Regions from separate parts of the Mustela erminea genome. Here region 1 is linked to region 2. The links are chromatin contacts, called in public Hi-C maps. All regions are on one chromosome and are shown on one strand. The core of a region is the stretch at or near the end of the contact, and the rest is flanking DNA. Distances in the headings are between cores, read along the strand shown. Region 1 holds the start of RSF1 (remodeling and spacing factor 1). Region 2 holds the start of INTS4 (integrator complex subunit 4).

Region 1 (5,408 bases), core at 144-2,643, 160 kb before region 2:
AGAGAGAGAAACATGAGCAACAAGCACCTTCTTCAACTGTTTCCCCCTCCGTCTGAGCCCCTCCTCCAGCCTACATACTAACCACCCCACCCCACCCTGCAAATGGGAGGGCGACTTCTTCCCCTAAGCCCTGCTGCCAAGATGAAGGGGGAAGGGATTAGGAAAGTGGGGAGATGCTTTTCTATTATTTGGGGGGAGGTGGGGAGAGGGAGGAGGAAAACTATGGGGGAGGAAAAATTAACCCACTACCCTCCAAACTGGAGAAGCTGAACCGACTTCGACCCCCAAAGCGAGAATGGAGGAGGACCCCCCTCCCATGGGGGAGGAGCAAACCTCCCTACTCTGAGGAAGGAGTTTTGGGGGTTAAACCAGCCCTCAAGGGGAAGGGAAGAGAGACGAGAGCGACTCTCTCGGGGGAGTTCCCACTAGAGGGAGGGAGAGCTGAAGTGTCCGCTGGCCCCCGCCCACCCAGGTGGAGGGAGAGAAAGGGGCGCCCCGAGAAGATGAGCCCAGCCTCCCCCGAGATGGTGGGGAGGATGGTGGGAGGAGGGGAAGGAGCAAGGGAGGGGAGGAGGAGAAAAGCGCAAAGCTGGCCGGAACCTGCGCTCCCCTTCCCCCGCCACCCAGGGGGAGAAGGGGTGGAGGACCGGCCACTGCCGCGGGAGAAGAGTCCCAGGGGCCGCCGACCAGCACAATGACCACTCCACGCCCCCAGCCCACACCTAGCCTGCGACGCCCCCACCTCCGCTCCGCGCCAGGCCCAGTGGCCCTAGGGGGTCTCTGCCCCGCCTCCCCACTGCCCAAGACCCTGGGGGCTGGGCGGAGAAGCCGGGCCGGGCGGAGCTGCGTCCCAGGGGGAGGACAGAGCCGCTAAGGCCCGGGAGGTCCGTGGAGAGAGGAGAGAAGGAGCGTGCCAGGGCCGCTTCCCGCCGGGCGTTCGGGCCCCTTGCTTACCTTCTCCACTGCCGACGTCCGGCGGCGGCGCCTGCAGCACTCGCTCTAGCTCGGGAAACGGCAACTCAGGCAGGTCGAGCAGCGGCCCGTAGCGCTCCAGGAAAGAGCAGACAACGGCGAAGTTGGGGCACGAACCGGGGCAGCCCGGAGGAGCCATCGCGGCCGCCGCTGCTGCCGCCGCCGCCATTTTGAACTGGAGGATGGAGGAGGAGGCGATGGGGGGGTGGAGGGAGTTGGGCTCCGAGGAATGGCAGGGTAGCCTTACGGACAACAGGAGGCGCTAGTGAGCGGGCTCCCCTGTGGTTCCGAGCGTCTCCGGCAAGGCGCCGCGATCCCACAATACAACGGCTGCTCGGAGCAGTAGAGAACCGAGTCAGACCGGGGAAAGAGAGGCGCTCTATGCCTTTCACTTTCCGCCCTCTTTCCGCACCCCCCTGTCCCTCCCTTTACTTCGCCCCTCCCACTTTGGGTTTGCCACTGCCTCGTGTGACAGGGGGAATGAAAACAAGGGAAGCGGGGCAGGGAGGAGGACTGGAAGCTGAAGAGGCGGGACTTTTTCGAGTGGTGGCCAATAGGTTTGGAGGGGGCGGGGCTTCAGACTGGCTGAAAGGCGCTTTCAGGGCGGGGCGAGTGGAGGGAGCGCCTAGCTAGAGGGCCCGAGCTAACCAAGGTGAGAGGTAAAGCGCGGAGCCGCTTGGGATAGCAACTCTCCTGAAGAGAGGACGTTGGGTAAGTTTTGGGGGAGCTCCGGGAACTGAAACCCGGCCACCAGGTGGTGGGGGAAGTTGGAGAGCGTGAATTAGAAGCAGAAAAAGGGAAGAATAGGAAAAAAAAGCATGATTCTGGGAGAAGTTTGGAAAGGGAAAGGTAGAGAAGTGCCCTTACTTAGGGGTTGGGATGGGACCTTTGTAGGGAGAAGTGCCTGCGAAGCTTTGTGAGGGGTATTGCTATCTTCTGGGTACAAGAATCTCAGCTGTGCTGGAAAACAGAGTCTGAGGACTCTGGGGAGCGAGAGCCAGAGGGAACGACTCTGCTAGTATCACCTGTCTGAGGAGTTGGGGCCCTGGTAGAAGATCTTGGTCTGAAGGGACCAACTCTTCAGGCCGACCAAGGTATAAAGGTACAGGTCCTGCTATGGTTGCCAAGGTGGGAGGGGAAGGGACTCTTGAGGCACGAGGATCTCATGGGACGAGACTTTTTAGGGGGACCAGGGTCAGAGGGTGGGCTAGGACTCCACTAAAAGAACTGACAGGATAAGCGACTTGGTGGAAGAGTAAAACTATTGTTAGAAGACAGGGTTCGACTTCGTTGGGGCCAGAAGTGAGCACCACAAAGGATCTCAGAAAACCATCAGTCATGCAAAGTAGAATGCGCAACTTGGGATTCAAGGTGCACTATGGTTAGAAGTCTGAGCTTTGGAAGTCAGCCTTAGGTGGGTCCTGACAAAACTGCTTCAGGGGGCGCCTGGGTGGCTCAGTGGGTTAAAGCCTCTGCCTTAAGCTCAGGTCATGATCCCACGGTCCTGGGATCGAGCCCCCACATCGGGCTCTCTGCTCCTTGGGGAGCCTGCTTCCTCCTCTCTCTGCCTGCCTCTCTGCCTACTTGTGATCTCTGTCAAATAAATAAAATCTTAAAAAAAAAAAAAGTGCTTCAGGCCATTGCAGAAGATTCTTCATTTCTTGGAAACTCTGTGAAGTGGGGGTGATACCAGTACTTACATCATAGAGTTTTACTAGCTATTCCGGGTAATTGATTAGCACAATGCCCAGGCACATTCACTGCAACTATTTTTAAAACGTTAGTTGCTATTACTGAATAAAAGAATTTCTGAAATTTAGATTGAATTCGCCTATGATTTATATAATCTATTACTTTGAACCAGAATTTTCTTTTTTTTTTAAAGATTTTATTTATTTATTTGACTGATAGAGATCACAAGTAGGCAGAGAGATTGGGGGGGAGGGGGTGTGGGGGGGTGGGAAGCAGGCTCCCTACCGATCAGAGAGCCGATGTGGCCCTATCCCAGGACCCTGAGATCATGACCCCAGCCCTAGGCAGAGGCTTTAACCCACTGAGCCACCCAGGTGCCCCTGAGCCAGAATTTTCATTGTGCATTTTAAACTTACATAGTACTGGGGAGCCTAGGTGGTTCAGTCAGTTAAGCATCCCACTCTTGATATCAGCTCAAGTCTGATCTCAGGGTCCAGAGTTCAAGCCTATCCTTGGGCCCCATGCTGGGCTTGAAAACTACTACTAAAAAAAAAAAAAAAAAGTTAAGGGGCTCCTGGGTGGCTCAGTTAAGCGCCTGCCTTCAGCTCAGGTCAAGATCTTGGGGTCCTGGAATGGAGCTGGCTCCTGGTGCTTCTCCCTCTGCTCCTCCCCCTACTTGTGCTCTCTTTCTCTCTCCCCCTCTCTCTCTCTGTCAAATAAATAAATTAAATCTTAAAAAAAAAAAAAAATTTAGGGGCACCTGGGTGCCTCAGTGTGTTAAGCTGCTGCCTTCGGCTCAGGTCGTGATCTCAGGGTTCTGGGATCGAGTCCCGCATCGGAATCTCTGCTCAGCAGGGAGCCTGCTTCCCTCTCTCTCTCTCTCTGCCTGCCTCTCCATCCACTTGTGATCTCTCTCTATCAAATAAATAAATAAAATCTTTAAAAAAAAATTTTAAAGGGAAGCCTGGGTGGCTCAAGTCATTAAGCATCTGCCTTTAGCTCAGGTCATGATCCGAGTGTATTGAGATCCAACCCTGCATTGGGCCCCCTGCTCAGCAGGAAGCCTGCTTCTCCCTCTGCCACTCCCCCTGCTTGTGTTCCGTCTATCACTGTGTCTCCCTCTGTCAAATAAATAAATAAAATCTTTAAAAAAAATTTTTACACTAAAATTTTTAAAAAATTTTTTTAACTTTTAAAATTTTTAAAAAATATTTTAAAAAATTTTTAAACTACTTAAAAAGAATTTGAAACAAGGTATGATATAAACCATGTAAAATCAGAAAATTTGTGATTATCAAATGTAAAATATAGTATAGGCAAATAACTATATTTGGAACAGAGAAAATGCTTACAATTATTGAATTTTGTTCTCTATTTCAGGAAAGAAACATAATGGTCCACATCATTCTTGTTAGCTAAAGAAAAAAATAATCATTTTTATTAAGAGAGAAAAAAATCTAAAGGTGCCTGGGTGGCTCAGTTGGTTAAACCTCCAATTCTTGATTTCAGGGTCATTGTAATTGAGTCCCCTTTTGGGCTCTGTACTGAACCTGGAGCCTGCTTAGGATTCTCTTGCGCCTTCGCCCTCTGCCCCACCCTGCTCAGGTGTGCGCTCTTTCTCTGTCTCTCTCTCTCAAAATAGAAATTTTAGAAAAGAGAAAGAATCCATATCGTGAGTGGAATTTATAACCTACAATACTGACTCCTAATCCTGAGTAATATACAAACTTTTTTATTTTTTAAAAGATTTTATTTATTTATTTGGCACAGAGAGAGAGCACACATGGGAGCACAAGAAGGGGGAGTGGCAGAGGGAGAGGGAGAAGCAGATTCCCCGCTGAGCAGGGATCCAGACAAGGGGCTCAATCCCAGAACTCAGAGATCATGCATGACCTGAGCCAAAGGCAGACACTTAACTGACGGAGCCACGCAGGCACCCCACAAACTTTTTCTTTTTTTTTTTAAGATTTTATTTATTTATTTATTTGAGAAAGAGAAAGAGTGAGAGAGAATATGAGAGGGGAGAAGGTCAGAGGGAGAAGCAGACTCTCCAAGGAGCTGGGAGCCCAATGCGGGACTCGGGACTTGATCCTGGCACTCCAGGATCATGACCCAAGCTGAAAGCAGTGGCCCAGTCAGCTGAGCCACCCAGGTGCCCATCCCACAAACTCTTTTTAAAGGGAAAGAATTGGGGCGCCTGGGTGGCTCAGTGGTTTAGGCCTCTGCCTTCGGCTCAGGTCATGATCTCAGGGTCCTGGGATTGAGCCCCACATCGGGCTCTCTGCTCAGCGGGGGGCCTGCTTCCCCCTCTCTCTCTGCTGCCTCTCTGACTACTTGTGATCTCTCTGTCTCTGTCAAGTAAATAAATAAAATCTTAAAAAAAAAAAAAATAAAAAGGGAAAGAATTTTTTTGAATTTTTCCAATACTCTTGAAAATTCCATTTTAAGAAATACTACTGTGAGAAATTAAAGTCAACATAACAATGTGAATGTACTTCATGCCAATTAACTATACACTTAAAAATGGTTAAAAGAGTAAATTTTAGGGATGCCCAGGTGGCTCAGTCGGTTGAGTGTCTGGCTTCAGCTCAGGTCATGATCCCGGGGTCCTGGGATAGAGTCCCGTATTTGGCTCCTTGCTCAGTGGAGAGCCTGCTTCTCCCTCTGCCTGCCTATCCCCCTGCTTGTGCTCTCTCTGTCCCTCTCTCTCTCTCTGACAAATAAATAAATAAAATCTTTTTTTA
Region 2 (4,809 bases), core at 2,006-4,505:
AAGAACTCAGACCTCCATTCATACAACTCAAGAGTCTCCTACACATAACAAAAGACACAGAGATGAACCGGGCATTATTTCTGTCCTTAAGGAGTCCAGACTGGTAGAGAGATACGTATACTGTGTGAAATTATTTAAGAAAAAACTCACAAAAACTAAGTACGGAGGATACAAGGGGAGGCTGGAAGGGGGGAACAGTGTCACTTTACAATTAGGGGGAAAACTGTGGATTCTAGACCCTAACAGAAAAATCAACAAGAAAGAATCATCAATTACAGGCCCCAACACAGAAAGATGTACATTGCATCTCCTACAACAAATTAGCCACTCTTGGGGCTCCTGGGTGGCTCAGTGGGTTAAAGCCTCTGCCTTCAGCTCAGGTCATGATCCCAGGGTCTTGGGATTGAGTCCCACATCAGGCTCTCTGCTCAGCAGGGAGCCTGCTTCTCCATCTCTCTCTGCCTGCCTCTCTGCCTACTTGTGATCTGTCAAATAAATAAAATCTTTTTTTTTTTTTTTTAATTTATTTGAGAGAGAGACAGGGAGAGAGAGCATGAGTGAGGAGAAGGGCAGAGAGAGAAGCAGACTCCCCATGGAGCTGGGAGCCCGATGCGGGACTCGATCCCGGGACTCCGAGATCATGACCTGAGCCGAAGGCAGTTGTCCAACCAACTGAGCCACCCAGGCGTCCCAATAAAATCTTTTTTTAAAAAGTATTAAAAAAAAAAAAAAAAGAAATTAGCCACTCCTGCAACTCAGCCAGTGAGAAACTCTCATCATCCTAGACTTTCCCTTCAAAACTCCCACCTTCTTCTCCATAAAATAAGGGTCCTCTTTTTTGTTTGTTGGACTTGCCTGTGGTTTTGCCATGGCTTGCATGTCCTCAATTGCACATTCTGTTATTCCCAAATAATTACATTTTGGCTGGTAAAAGAACTATTTTTAAGGTTAAAAACTGATAACACTGAGTGGTAAGTACAAATAGATGAGTACAAACAGAGTACTAGCCATGGAAGCAGAGGAGGAAGGGATGAAACTATTGCTTAAGTTTTAGATGGGTCCTGAAACAAAAATGGGAAAGCAAAAATAAAGGGAAAAATGACATGCACTCCATGTGAAAGAGAAAACAGGTCCAAGAGTCTGGAGAGGTGTAAACACATGGCATGCTAGACCAAGGGTGAGTATTCCTGGGTAGTGGGAACAGAAGAACTATGGGAAAAAAGGAAATAAAAATTGTGAATGTACAGAATGCCATCGAACTACACAATTAAAAATGTTTAAAATGGGGGCACATGGGTGGGTCAGTCAGTTAAGCATCCAACTCTTTTAATTTTGGCCCAGGTCATGATTTCAGGGTGGTGAGATCAAGCCCTGCATTGGGCTCTATGCTGAGCATGGGGCCTTGCGCAAAGAGTCTCTCTTCCCCCTCCCTCTGCCCTCCCTCACTCTTGAGCCAAAAAAAAAAAAAAAAAAGTTTAAAATGGTAATATATGTATTTTACCACAATTATGAAAAAGAAAAATAAAAGTGAGCTGGGGAAACAGGCCCAGAAATTTCCAGAAAGCAAATCACGGAAGGAGCAGCTCTGTGAAATGTGAAAAACTTTCCTGAGGGGGCTCTGGTTAGCTCAGTTGGTGCAACAGGCAACTCTTGATTTCTGGGTTGTGAGCCTGAACCCCATGTTGGGTATAGAGATCATTTAAAAATTTAAAAATTTTAAAAAGAAAAACCTTCCTGAATGTTGACTCATTCCAAAAGTTCAAGAAAACGAATTTCACATAAAATGAAGCAACAAAAAAGTGCCAAGTTTAAATCTCAAAGTTATATTTAAGGGGGAAAAAAAAAGCAATCTTCCCTACAGTCAGTGGAATATGCTATAAAAATGTGTCCACAAAACAGAAATGATAAGTAATAAGATAAGTGAAAACTTGTCAATACAATAATCTCTCTGTATTATAATCACCGGTATGCTTTTCTGTCTCTCCCACTAGGCTGTGAGCTCCTAAAGGACAAGGACCCTAAAGTGTATTGGACTTTGTAGCTCAACACCTTTCACTATACCTAATACATAGTAACCACTCAACAAACTCTTGCTTAAGGGATGAATGAAATACCTAAGAAGTTTCCTGCTGGATGGTCTAAATCCTGCTACACTAGACGTCTGAGGACCTAGGGGTACTCTAGGGATCTAAGGATGCTTTTGACCTACTAGAATCAATTGGGGGCTTGTCAGAAATGCAAATTATTGCCTCCACCTCTCCCACCCCACTGAGTATAATCTACATTATACCAAGATCGCCAGGTGATTTGCATAAAAAGTCTAAGAAGCGACACAGGAGATAACTTGGGATCAACCTCTATTTTATAAAGAAACATCTATGAGGAGACACATGGAGAGTCACTGCTCTAACAGGGGCTCGGACCACCTGTCCTTAACTCCAAAGGAGGGAAATAACTGCTCTCCTTCCTACGTAAGCTGTTCCACAAATGGAAACTTCTGCCCCTATACAGCCTGGAACCCTCACCTGCTTTAGCTGGGTCTTGAGGATTTCTACAGACTCTACCTCCAACCCCTTAGAGTTCTGCATACAACCAATGTGTCCCCGGGCGCTTTTGGGTGGGGGGGGAACAGGAGGTGGGAGGAGCTCCACCAGAATTTGACTCTGAATCCTCCCATCCCTCCAGAAGCTTTTGAGCCACATCTGTAGAACTTAGTGCTAACGTAACCAGAATAAACTGAGATAACGGATAAGACATCTTCATACATTGTAAAGAGCTTTCTATTCTAATAACTTTATTAAGTGTCAGACTGCACATATTAAAAATGACAACAGCAGCTGCAAACGAACACGCCCACTTAAGTGTAGTTTCGGAGAGCCTATCAAAGTAGTCGGCACTCAACCCAGGTTTGCGGCGCCTGTTTTGGCAAAGTGTCTGGAGCGTGGATAACCTTCCCCTCCCCGAACTAGTCCTAGGACCCTTCCTTCCATCAATTACCTGAACCACTTTAGTGAATTCCTCGTACACCCGCTTCTTTAGGTGCGCCGCCATGACTGCCCGCGTACCCTCTCAGCTTCCGTACTCGACCAGGGAGGCGGTGGGGGAGGAATCCGGAAAACTTGCCCGGGCCTGAGGAACTCGCCACTATCCCACAAGGCAGTGGAGTTCCGAGAAAGAGAGGCCGCTTCCTGCTGCTCCACTGCCCTTGACGCGGTGCAGCAGAATTTGTCCTCCTACGCCTTGTGCGTCGGCGGAACGAAAATGAGGGCGCAGAGCGAGGGGGCGGGGCCTCTAGCAGGAGGTGACTGGACTGAAGAAGCAGATGAGCCAATGGCAGCCTTCGGGGGTTCGCTGGTGGACTCAGAGTGGTCGGGAGCCTAGCATCGGAGCTGAGCGAAGGGAGGGCAAAGGTCAGAGGTGGGACGAGCCAGAGCTAGAGGCAAAACCCGGAGCAGCGGGAGGCGTTTCGGAGGAGAGACGAGCGGGAGCGGGGCCGCCGGCATTTTCGTCGTCTTTGGCTGTTCCCCTTTGCTGCTTGTAGCGTTTTTGAGCTCTCTGTAAGGTTTAGCTGTGTGACACCCCTCGCCTGCCATGGGATTCTTTTTCCTGCTGTCTCATTCCAGTTGTTTGAAATCCATTTATTTTTAAGGAATCAGCCCTCCCTCACCCGCACCCCCATAGCTACGGGAGAGAGGAAAGAGCCCTGAGGTCAAGGGTCAGGCACCCAACTTTCAGACTTTGATTGGCACTTAATGAACAGAGTGCCTCCGCCAGCTGACCTGACTGAGGTGTGGTGACATTGGAAGGGAATGATGGAGAAACATTTGGCAGACGGAAGTGGGTTAGTCGTGTTGGTGAAACCCGCGGTCGGGTTTTTACTTCATGAAGCTTTAGCTGTTCATTGTTAAGGTCTTTCAGAAGCGCAGACGCGGGATACCGTGGCAGGTGCAGAACACCTCAACACCCAGAAAAACGGTCTTCACCCTAAAGCCCTACAGTGTAACTGGGAAGAGAGACGCCCAAACATAATCAGAGCTCAAGTGTCCTTGGATAACAGGAATGCGAGTCACAGAACTACTGACTTCCTCAGGATTGGGGGGTGGGGGTGCAGAATAATGACCCCAAAATGTGCCATTTTGGTGTGGGGAGTATTTATAGCTGAAGACAGTCGGGGCACAACAGGCTCAGAAGAGCTGTTCACCTTCCGCGTAACTTCCTGAAAGAATTTAGAGGGCCTGTTGCCTGAGAACGCTAATACCAAAGGTAATGTTTTATCAACACCTAATCTGGAGTCCGGCAAACGTTCGTTCACCAAACATTTGCTCTTACCTTTCTGTGAATTGTCTTTCTCCACTTTCGGAAGAGGCACACCTCTTCCTCTTTTCCCGAGCTCAGGGTGGCGTAGAAGCCTCAAGTGCCTGTCTTTGGGCCTCATGACTTCGGGGCTCCTGTACCTAATGAAATGGTTTTTGTTTTTTTTTTCCCCCTCTTGTTCTGTCTTCTAATTATTAGACCAGCCAGAGAGACTAGAAGGGAAGAAAAGTTTTCCATCCCTGCAGTGCCTCATAGAAGTATTGAAGAAACGATTTTTGCTCTAGCTTTAAAAATAGTGATTTTTGGGGCGCCTGGGTGGCTCAAGTGGGTTAAAGCCGCTGCCTTCAACTCAGGTCATGATCTCACCGTCTTGGGATCGAGCCACGCATTGGGCTCCCTTCTCACTGGGGAGCCTGCTTCCTCCTCTCTCTTTGCCTGCCTCTCTGCCTATTTGTGATCTGTCAAATAAATAAAGTCTTTTTTAAAAAAGCTCGG

The links. A called contact is a pair of places that touch in the nucleus more often than the background predicts.
Region 1: a Hi-C map of spleen shows a contact between it and region 2, with 4 times the contacts expected there. The contact joins the promoter of RSF1 here to the promoter of INTS4 in region 2. A contact is called at or near these places in 2 of 3 Hi-C or Micro-C datasets (skeletal muscle and spleen).

Annotation. Positions count from the first base shown.
Region 1 is chr9:52,350,136-52,355,543 of mMusErm1.Pri, reverse strand. RSF1 (remodeling and spacing factor 1) reads right to left here and starts at 1,393. Exons shown (of 16, transcript XM_032358042.1): 1 at 955-1,393. The coding sequence starts at 1,141. It overlaps AAMDC (mth938 domain-containing protein), which reads left to right and starts at 1,568. Exons shown (of 4, transcript XM_032358051.1): 1 at 1,568-1,683.
Region 2 is chr9:52,192,002-52,196,810 of mMusErm1.Pri, reverse strand. INTS4 (integrator complex subunit 4) reads right to left here and starts at 3,255. Exons shown (of 24, transcript XM_032358043.1): 1 at 2,998-3,255. The coding sequence starts at 3,051.